Regions from separate parts of the Ovis canadensis genome. Here region 1 is linked to region 2. Evidence: chromatin contacts called from public Hi-C data. All regions are on one chromosome and are shown on one strand. The core of a region is the stretch at or near the end of the contact, and the rest is flanking DNA. Distances in the headings are between cores, read along the strand shown.

Evidence for each region. Hi-C and Micro-C count contacts between places; a contact is called where the count stands out from the background.
Region 1: a contact with region 2 is called in a Hi-C map of fibroblasts, with 8 times the contacts expected there. The contact joins the promoter of STC2 here to the enhancer-like site in region 2. A contact is called at or near these places in 2 of 2 Hi-C or Micro-C datasets (fibroblasts and lung).

The regions. Positions count from the first base shown.
Region 1 is chr16:18,028,052-18,033,548 of ARS-UI_OviCan_v2, reverse strand. It overlaps STC2 (stanniocalcin 2), which reads left to right and starts at 3,660. Exons shown (of 4, transcript XM_069556171.1): 1 at 3,660-4,710. The coding sequence starts at 4,560.
Region 2 is chr16:17,989,426-17,994,310 of ARS-UI_OviCan_v2, reverse strand. No RefSeq gene overlaps it. Among named protein-coding and RNA genes, the nearest start is that of TRNAC-ACA, 33 kb to the right of the region's middle. Within about 2 kb of position 1,775, the one cell type or tissue checked has open chromatin away from gene starts, as enhancers often do. A contact at or near this core is called in fibroblasts, where this site is marked.

The sequences.
Region 1 (5,497 bases), core at 2,411-4,910, 37 kb before region 2:
GTGAGGTTTCCAGAGCAGCCCCACAAAAGTCTTCTTAATTCATAATGTTATTGAGGCCCTGGACTTTTGCTGTAACGCCAATATACAGCCTCAAAGATGGATGATACAGTCTCCCTTCTCTTGAATTCCATTTAATGAAACAACCCGTTCAATGAAGGAAAACAAAGGGAAAGATAGAGACTTTTTAGGGAGAGACCTCTCCTTATTTTGGAGGCTGGTAGCAGCATCTTATTGTTATTTTGTCTGGCCAGTTTCACGTGGACAACTTCTTTTGCCATTTTCCCTCACAGAGATGTGACTCAAAGGGGCCATGATAGAACAGATATGAGGCTCACATCAAAGCATGGGGAGGAAAAGCAAAAAGTTTGAATGAGATTTCCTTGATGGGGTGATTAAAGCATGTGGTTGCAAGGAGGAGACTGTCTAAATCTGTATTAACTTACTTGCTAAGGAAATTGAGGAGAAGGTGGAAGACCCGGTGTCCGTGTCTTTGAGCCTGGAAGAGAGGAGAGTCCACTATTTGGACAAGCAGTTCCCTCTCTGACCATAAGGTGGTGCCATCAGTCCAGACAGTCGGGTGCCCAAGGGGGCGTGGCTTGCAGGAGGAGGAGCTCTACACGTGGAAGCCACGTTTTCCACTCTGGCTTTGGAACCAGCCACCAAGTATTAACATCAACCTACACAACACTGCCTCATCATTCAACAACTTCCCATCCTCCAAGGCACCACCTGCTTATACGCAAGTAAGAACATCCTTCTAGGCATAGCAATCCACATCAAGATTCCAACTAATTACTTACCATTCCTCTCATCCATCCCTTCCTTCAGTGTCAGCTTTGGGCCGCTGACCTTTTCCTAACTCCAAAAGGGAATCTAGTCTAAGAGCATCCTGGAGTTTCAACCTTAAACCCCACCAGGATGAGATAACAAAATCTTCTCTGGTGAGCACAGATTTATTCACAAAGGCCCTGCAACCAGGCCCCAAACGTCCTTGACAGCTTTATCTTGCATTTGAATACCAAACTGGGCAACTCCTATTCCTCATATGAAATGCACCACGTCCTCTCTGTTCATTTACCCCTGATGGTCTTCCCTCCTATGATACCCTCTGTTCCTTTTCTGCTTGTCAGTATCCTCTCCCCTTTCAAACTTAAACCCAAATTAACACCCTCACTGTTTGGTTTTAATTGGTGAATTAGAGTGAGAAAGGAAAACTTGGGTTCCATGCATTAACCACAGAAGCCCCCAGATGTCACGAAGGGAGCTTGCCTCATCCTTCCCACTGCCAGTTGGGCCTTAAACTGAGAAGGAGGGCCCATCCAGCCAAGAACACTTGCTGAGTCTCAGGGCAATACCAGCTGGACTGTCCTTACATCTCCAAAGGCTCAGTTCCCACCTAGTGAGAGACCAAATCTGCAAGCACAATGCATGGTCCATTGTCTGTCCCCCATTCATGTTTCCTTTACAGTAATAATATCATTATTACTGCCCCTTACCTACTCCCTATTGTCACCAGCCACAGGCTGCCAAACCAGGCCTGGGTTATAAGGCTAGAAGGAGAAAGGGAAGATCACAGCACAGTCACCAGCCTGAGCTCTTCTCCCTACTCTGACCCCAGGCCCGTGGCCTCGACTGGTAATCCCAGTACACTGCCTCCTGCTTCTGCAGAATTTTCTCAGCCCTGATGGGACAGACTGGGATGGGCATTCTTCTCTGGATGTCTGGCTCTGGCCAAGTAGTCTGAATATAAAACTCTTAAGAACTGGTAACTGCACTTGATATACCTCAAATCCAACTACCGCTTTTTTTTTTTTTTTTTTTTTTAGTTCTAAAAGGGGCAGGTGGCTCAGGTAGGAGACACGAATGTCCCCTGTGAAACTGGAGCAAATAGCATCAAGATGAATTTTTCTATTATGCAGGTCCTCTGAGGGCAGTCCCAGGGCCTTGTGGTGGCAAAAGGCTGTGCCCCAGCTCTGGGAGGCAGGAGCCCAGAGACCTGCATCTGCCTGACCCCTGCTCCAGGTGGTGGCCCAGCCTTCTAACAAGAAGACTCAGACTGTCTACATCCCACAAAGGTGGGCTTGCTCCCACCCACTAGACCTCTCCTGTTTGTGTTGCTCAAAGAGCCAAGAGACCAGATGCCCTTTTTAATGCCAGTATTACTCATGTTCTCACCTACAAAAGAGGCTCTCCGAGGAAAGAAAGCCTACCCAGGAAATTCAGAGGCTTATGGACTTCGTGGGAGGCCAGACTGCGGTTGTTTTTTTGTTATGTTTTGTCTCTTAAGAATCTACAGGAGATAGTGTTTCATAAACTAATAAAGGAAATAAATACCCAAACAAAAACAGAGTGGGGAGTGCGCACCATCTATTATTAATATAATGGACTTGTACCCCACCTCCTTCCCCCAAAAACTCTTGAGGGAAGATGTAATTGTTATGGGAATCATGGGCATGAGTGGTCAGTTTTTTGTCACGATGCAGACTCAGACCTTCAAAGTGACCCTTTCTTGGGGTTCTGAAATCGGGTGGGGACGGTGGACAGCAGCTAGCCCCCAGGCGCTGCAACCCCTTGAAGGGCCTACTCGAAGGTGCCTTTCCCACCGGTCCTATCATTCCTCCCACCTCTGGGCCGCTGGACGCTGGACAGCCGCAGCCACTGGTCCCACCCTGCCCGCATCCCCGTTCCTAACGCCCTCCTGCATCCGGCATCTGGGACCTTGGGAGGGGAGCTTGGGAAGTCGAACGGCTGAAGAGGACGACCTGGCCCCGGCGTCTCCGCACCCCTTCCCCCAACCGTGTCAAAAGGCTGCCCCAACGAGGCGCTCGGTGCGCCCCGCCGCGGAGACCCAGAGCCGCGTCGCCGCGGGCAGCGGGTGATGAAACCTCCGGGGCGCATTACCGCAGAGGGCTCGGGCTGGGAGCGGGGCGGGGGCGGGGGTTGGAGCTGGTACCCAAGCTCACCTGTTCTCCTGCAGGAGGGTGGAGACGGCGGGGGAGGGGCGAAAGCGCGTCACCCGGGGTGAGCGGCGCAGCGCTCGCGTCCCCGCCCTCCCCCTGCCCTACGAGCCCCCGGCGCTGCGCCGTCGGACTGACGGTGCCCGGAGCAGTTCCTGTCCCCGGCCTCGGCGCGGGGGAGACGTGAGCGTGCACACGTACACACACAGCGGGGGAAGAGGCGCTCCCAGCGGCGCCCAACTTTCTCCCTGCTTCCGCAAGCCGTGGGGGAGAAAGCAGTCGAGGGCAACCCAGCCCCGGCTGTGCTTGGGGAGGGAGCTTGAACAAGAAAGCAGAAGAGATGGAGAGAATTTCCTCGGGTTCTGCTTTCAGGCTTTGGGGATTTTTTTTTTTTTTTTGACCTTTTCCATCCGATGAATGAAGAGTAAAAGGAACACAGAACGCGGCGGCGAGTAGCGCTTTGGGAAAATGGAAGAGTGTGTTTGGAGACGCGTAAAGTTGCCTTTCAAGCTCCAGCCTCTGGGGCACGCGATGCTCCGCCGCGGGCTGACTCAGGGCTGCCCGGGCCTCCCTGCCACCCGCCTGTAAATGATGCAAGTCCAGTCTCTCACCTGGATCCCTGCAGCCCAGCCCAGAATCCGTCTGGACTGAGGGAGGGGCAAGAATCTGACACTTAAGGTGTGGCAAGGCCCACCACAGCGGGGCGAAAAGAGGAAGATAGGGCAGCCGCTCAGGCAGAGTCCTGTATAGCGCTTCTGCTCCTATCCTAAAATAGTTTGGAGGATTTTTTGTTTTTAATGCAAAACATCACACCGCCAGGAATTCCCATCTGTGCCCAGCTTGCCCCCAGCACCACTGTGTCCAGAAAACTTCTCCAATCTGTCAAGGCCTCGGGGCTAGGAATCTCAACTAAATTACAAAAGGCAGAAAGAGGAAACTTTCCCAGCCCGTTGCGGGTGTGATGCGAGCCAGGAGCCCGAGGGGGTTGGAGGGGGGGGGGGGCGGGGAACGCTGTCCCAGCGCAGACCATCCCCTCTCGCCTTTCTTTAGCTGCAACCGGAGCTGGGATTCGCTTTTAGTTAAGTCCGTTCGGCCATTGCCTTGGAGCACCCGCACACGCGCATGTATCTCCGGCCGCGCTCTCACACACTCACACATGCACGCAAACGCGTGGCCGTCGCCAGGTCGGCAACTTTGTCGGGCGCTCCCAGCGGCGCTCGGCTTCCTCCTGTAGTAGTTGGGCGCAGGCCCCGCCTCCCGGCCGTGTTGTCAAACGGGCGGGGGTCTCGGATTGGTCCAGCCGCCGGGACAACACCTGCTCGACTCCTTCATTCAAGTGACACCAGAGCTTCCAGGGATATTTGAGGCACCGTCCCTGCCATTGCCCGGCACTCGCGGCGCTGCTAAAGGCCTGGTCACATGCTCTCCGGAGAGCTACGGGAGGGCGCTGGGTAACCTCTATCAGAGCCGCGGCCGCGAGGAGGGAAAAGGCGAGCCGGGAGGAAGAGTGGGAGGAGGAGGGGAAGGGGCGGAGGAGGAGGAAGAGGCGGAGGGGAGCACAAAGAATCCAGGTCTCCGGGCTGGAGGTTTACACCAAGAACCATGTGTGCCGAGCGGCTGGGCCAGTTCGTGACCCTGGCTTTGGTGCTGGTTACCTTCGATCCAGCTCGAGGGACCGACGCCACCAACACCCCCGAAGGTCCCCAAGACAGGGGCTCCCAGCAGAAAGGCCGTCTGTCCTTGCAGAACACAGGTAAGTGCGTGCGCCCCCGCGGCGGGGAGCTGCGGGGAGAAGACATACCGCACCCACGCAGCGCGCCCCGGGCGCTTCGCCCAGAACTGGGCGCCCACCCTGGGCTGTGCAAACTCTTGGGGTGGAGCGGGGCGTGAAGAGGAAAGCGCGCGGCAGAGCAAGGTCCACACCGGGCTCCGCGAGCCCGGAATCCGCACGTGCTGGCCGGGTGATGAGATGGCTGGGGCAGGACTTGTTGCTGTCCTCCGGGGGTCGAGGGTAAAGGAAGCACCGCATGACGCGGCCAGGGTCGGCTCCAGCGTCCCCGGACGGGTTCAAACCTCCCTGCTCCATCCTAACCGGCTTGCAGGAGGCACGGAGCGTCCCCGCTACCGGGCTGCGCCCTGAACCGAAGAACTTCTCTACCCAGCCGGCGGGACTACTTCTCCCCCTCCTCAAAAGATGCCCGACATCCAAGAACTTTGTAGGCGAGACAAATTGCATGGCGAACTTTCCCCCTTGTGGGGCATTCCTTTCGGAACGGGCAGGGGCGGGTGGAGTAAAGCGTACCTCTGCGGTGCCGCCTCCGTCCCCGGCTCCAGAGCAGGTCAGCAAGAAGAAATGGTGACACGGCCCGAACCGTGCGCCGCAGCTGCTCGACCTGCTCTCCGTTTACCCGCGAGCTGCCAAGCACAACCAGGCGTGCAGGGCACGGGGCTGGCCCTTTTCCCAGCCCCCGGGAGAGGAAGAAAATCTGCCTAGCGCTTCTGCGCTCTTCACGGCCCTCCCTTTATTAAGGGGGCCTGCG
Region 2 (4,885 bases), core at 526-3,025:
GTCAGCAAGTCCCTCTCCAGTCACCCTGGCCAGGCTTGAGGTGCCCTTACCCAGCAGCCAGACCTCACACACATACCTTTCTTGAGTATCCCAGGCACCTGCCCATCCCCACCTGGAAAAGAAACTCCAGCCTGCTTTGCCTGTAGAGGGTGGGATAACCACTAACCAACCTAGGGTCCATGAACTCCAACTCATTCTGTCCCCTCTGTTCATGTCAGCTGTCTCTTCGCAAGCCACAACCTCTCCGGGCCTCTGTTTCCTTGTCTGTAAAATAAGGGTGATTTTTTAAATTGCCTTATTTGCTCATAGCATATCAGAATGGAAACTAGATGAGAGAGGACAAGCAAAGACATTTTGTGTATTTTAAAGTGCTCATTATTACTAAAATCATCTCTGGATGGGGGGCACGTAGAAAAAATATATAAATTGTTGTGGGTCTGTATACTTCAACAGAATGAATTGTTTGATAGGTATGATTCAAAAAACGATATAAAAATCATTTAATACATATGTATGCAGTGTATATACATATATATGCGTCTATATATTCATTGTTATCAAAATCATTCTTGTGATGATAAAAGGTTTTGGAACAGGCAGGTCTAGATCAGACTTCTGCCTCTGCCACTTAGTAGCTGTGTGACTTTAGGTGAGTCACTTACCCTCTCTGAGCCCTGTTTCAGCTTGAAAATGGAGAGTTAGTTGCTCAGTCATGTCCAGCTCTTTGCAACCCCATGGACTGTCCTGCCTATGGGATTCTCCAGGCAAGAATACTGGAGTGGATTGCCATTTCCTTCTCCGGGGGATCTTCCCAACCCAGGGACTGAACCCAGGTCCATACCCAAGAGAATAATATCTAACTCACAGGGCTTGAAAAAGATTAAATAAGATAGTGTGTGTGTTCCTGGCCCCAAATGGGTGTGCAATAAATGTCAGTTCCCCTTCTCAGGGGACCCCTGCGGTTTGGCCATGGAGTGGCTTCCCTCCACCATTCACAGAGAGTCCAGGTTCTTGTTCCAAGTCTAGTCAGTGACCACTTCCGTCAGAAGCACTGCGGTCCTTCCAACAAGCCCCTGGACTGGCACCTACACAGCCAAGGTCTGGGGAGCCTTCTGCTAACAAGCGTAGCCCTGTCCCCGACTCAGCCCCGTCCCCAAGCTCTGCGGTTTAGACAAACTTAGTGCTCTGAGGGCCAGGTGCCCGGCCCAGGTTCCTGGATCCTCGCCACACACCCCGAGAGGAGGGAGACAGTCAAGATCTCTCTCGTTCCACGAGGCCATCTGATGGAGGAGTGGACAGAGTGTGTTGGCCTAGATCAGTCCCTCCAAACTGGTAAACTCCCCCTCCCCTCTCCTTGCAGATGAGACTTCAGCGAGCAGGGGGCCTTGAACCTCAAGAGTCCCTGAGCACCCAGCCCTCACTGCCCACGCTGGCATCCTTCGGACCTGGCAGAAGCCTGTACAGGGCACCGCTCCTCCAGGCCCCGAGCCTCCGCGGCTGGGCACAGCAGGAAGGGCTGCAACCTGGGCAGGCTTGCTTTCGTGGCTGCCCCAGGGATGGGCATCTTGGGCCTGCATGCCCAGTGGCCCCCACGAGTCCCAGTGCTTCAGCTGGGCCCCTGGGGCTTCCTGAGTGGCACCCCTCCCTCCTCACTCTCTAGCCTCCCCCTCCTCCCCACACCAGTCCTCTTTCCTGCCTCCTGGCCTTGCTCTTGCAATCCCTGAGCCCAGCTGACGGGGATTCCAATCTGCCTATCCAATCCCCAACTGTGTTCAAGGCCTGACTCATTCCTTCCCTGCTCCAAGGCGCATTCCTGGACACCCTATCTGATGGCCTGTAGTACCGACTATCCCTCCCACAAGCTGAAACCTGTGGCATGTTCTAGAGTGTACATTTGCTCAACTGGTTCAATATGTTGTGTGGGCTCAGTTGCGTCCAACTCTCTGCGACCTCATGAAGTGTAGCCCGCCGGGCTCCTCTGTTCATGGCATTCTCCAGGCAAGAAGACTGGAGTCGGATGCCATTTCATCCTCCAAGATATCTTCCTGAACCAGAGATCAAGCTTGAGTCTCCTGCACTGGAGGCAGATTCTTTACCACCACACCACCTAGGAAGCCTCTGATTCTATACGGCTTCCCTGGTAGCTCAGCTGGTAAAGAATCCCCTGCAGTGCAGGAGACCTGGGTTCGATCCCTGGGTTGGGATGATCCCCTGGAGAAGGGAAAGGCTACCCACTCCAGTATTCTGGCCTGGAGAATTCCATGCACTGTATAGTCCGTGGGGTCGCAAAGAGTCAGACACGACCGAGCGACTTCCCCTTTGCACTTTTTTGGGCTTCCCAGGTGGCTCAGATGGTAAAATGTCTGCAATTTGGGAGACCCAAGTTCGATCCCTAGGTTGGGGTGATCCCCTGGAGAAGGAAATGGCAACCCACTCCAGTACTCTTGCCTGGAAAATTCCATGGACAGAGGAGCCTGGTGGGCTACAGTCCATGAGGTCGCAAAGAGTCGGACATGACTGAGGGACTTCACTTTCTTTTCACTGGGCACTTTCTCTGTACAAAGCAGCAAGACAGATATAGTGAAAGATGACAGGCCCCTAACCCCCAGTGAGAGGATGGAACACTGCCTAGGACTTTGGCTCACGGCACCTCCCCAGCAGCTGTGAGAGCCATCCTCCTTTCCTCATCTACCCTGCAGCCTGGCCTTTTAGAGCCCTGGCAGCAGCCCAAGGACCACCCATTCTACAGATGGGGAAACTGAGGCTCAGAAACTAAGCAGCTAGCTATGAACACGCCACTAGTAAGTGCCCGACCCTGGATCTACAGCCAGTATGTGTGGCCCCAGAACCCACAGGAGTTCCCTCTACGTCAAGTAGCTCTTATATTAGGTGTCAACAACAACATGTTAATTGCCCCATTCATGCTGGGGTTTTTTTTTTGGGGGGGGGGGGTGGCGGGAAGGGCATGCATGGCAAGCTCCAATACTTTGGCCACCTGCTGTAAAGAGCTGACTCATTAGAAAAGACCCTGATGCTGGGAAAAATCGAGGGCAAAAGGAGAAGAGGGCAGCAGAGGATGAGATGGTTAGATAGAGTCACCAACTCAATGGACACGAACCTGAGCAAACTCCAGGAGATGGAGAGGGACAGGGAAGCCTGGTGTGCTGCAACATGGGGTCGCAAAGAGTCGGACACAACTTAGGGACTGAACTACAACATGGCAAGTGGGATCTTAACTTCCTGACCAGGGATGGAACCCACAACCCCCGCACTAGCAGCCTGGAGCCATCTTAACACCTGGACCCCCAGGGAAGTCTGGTGCTACATCTTTCTTCCCCAGTGTTTTTCTACTTTTTCCTGGGGTCTCCTCAGTCCTCGCCCTGCGTGCTGCACACACCTTTGGTAGCTGTACCTTTTCAGTTAGCTTCCTTCTCTCTAAAGATCGCCGTCTATGACGTCTTTCTTCTTCCATAAGCGGCGAGTTCGTTTCCGATTCCATAGCGCCACCTTGCGGTCATGGAGAAAACAGCGCGTTTTTTATCAAGTGGGCAAAGGGAGGACGCCTCGCCGCCCTTAGTTCAGTTCAGTTCAGTCGCTCAGGCTCAGCCATGTCCGACTCTTTGCGACCCCATGGACGGCAGCACGCTAGGCCTCCCTGCCCATCACCAACTCCCGGAGTTCACCCAAACCCATGTCCACTGAGTCGGTGATGCCATCCAACCATCTCATCCTCTGTCATCCCCTTCTCTTCCTGCCTTCAATCTTTCCCAGCATCAGGGTCTTTTCCAAGGAGCCAGTTCTTCGCATCAGGTGGCCAAAGTAATGGAGTTTCAGCTTCAGCATCAGTCCTTCCAATGAATATTCAGGACTGATTTCCTTCAGGATGGACTGGTTGGATCTCCTTGCAGTCCAAGGGACTCTCAAGAGTCTTCTCCAACACCACAGTTCAAAAGCATCTGTTCTTTGGCGCCCAGCTTCTCTTGGTCGGGAGATATTCTATCTGGCACACAGTGTTTCCAGCACAGCCTGATCCACCTCCCGAGGAGCTCACGCTTGCGCTGCCTCCATTACAGCCACCCTGCCCGCAGGAAACAGACCCGGCAGGCTTCCCCTCCTCACCAGGTGGTTTCCTGAGAGTTTGACGGCCGCTGAGCACACTTAAGTACGAACCAGAGGACTCCTGGCCCTTCGGTGGAGTCCAGTGCTCTGTCAGGGCCCAGGCGGGGAAAGGGCCACCCCAGCAGAGGCACCGGAGGCAGCTCTAAAGTGACCAGTGGAGAGCTTATGCCTAGGTCTGCCCCAGAGCCCCAGGGATGTCTTTCTGCTCACTCAGGAAGAAACGTGTGAAGAACAGTCCTCATTCTTATGACCTCATTTTCAGTGATAAATGCAAATATAACATTGACGGACTGGATGACCTTTCTTCTTTTTACCTAAACAGTCACATGTTACAAAATTGCACCAAAAATCTGGAAGTATGTGAAATGTTAATGGGGGTTATCTGTGAGTGGTGGGATTTTTAATATACTTTTCTATATATTCCAACATTTTCACAATTATCCTGAAGTACCTTTATCACGAATAGAAGGGGGAGAGGGCAACATGGAAGATGTTTATTTATGGAGTTGTGGTATAGGAATGTGCCTTGAACTGGAAGCCCAAAGCCCAGGTCCTCCACTCACAGGCTGGGTGTCCTTGGACAAGCCACCTCCTTAACCCCCATGTCTCCCCCATAAACTAGAAATAATTTATCTACCTACCTTACTGTGTTAGTCTGAGGGCTGAAGGAGATCATGCATGTGGAAATTCTGGCATGAAGTGAGCCTTAATGAGTGCTCTTTGAGTGAATAGTGTTATATATAGTTAGTATCGAGCAGTTCAGCGC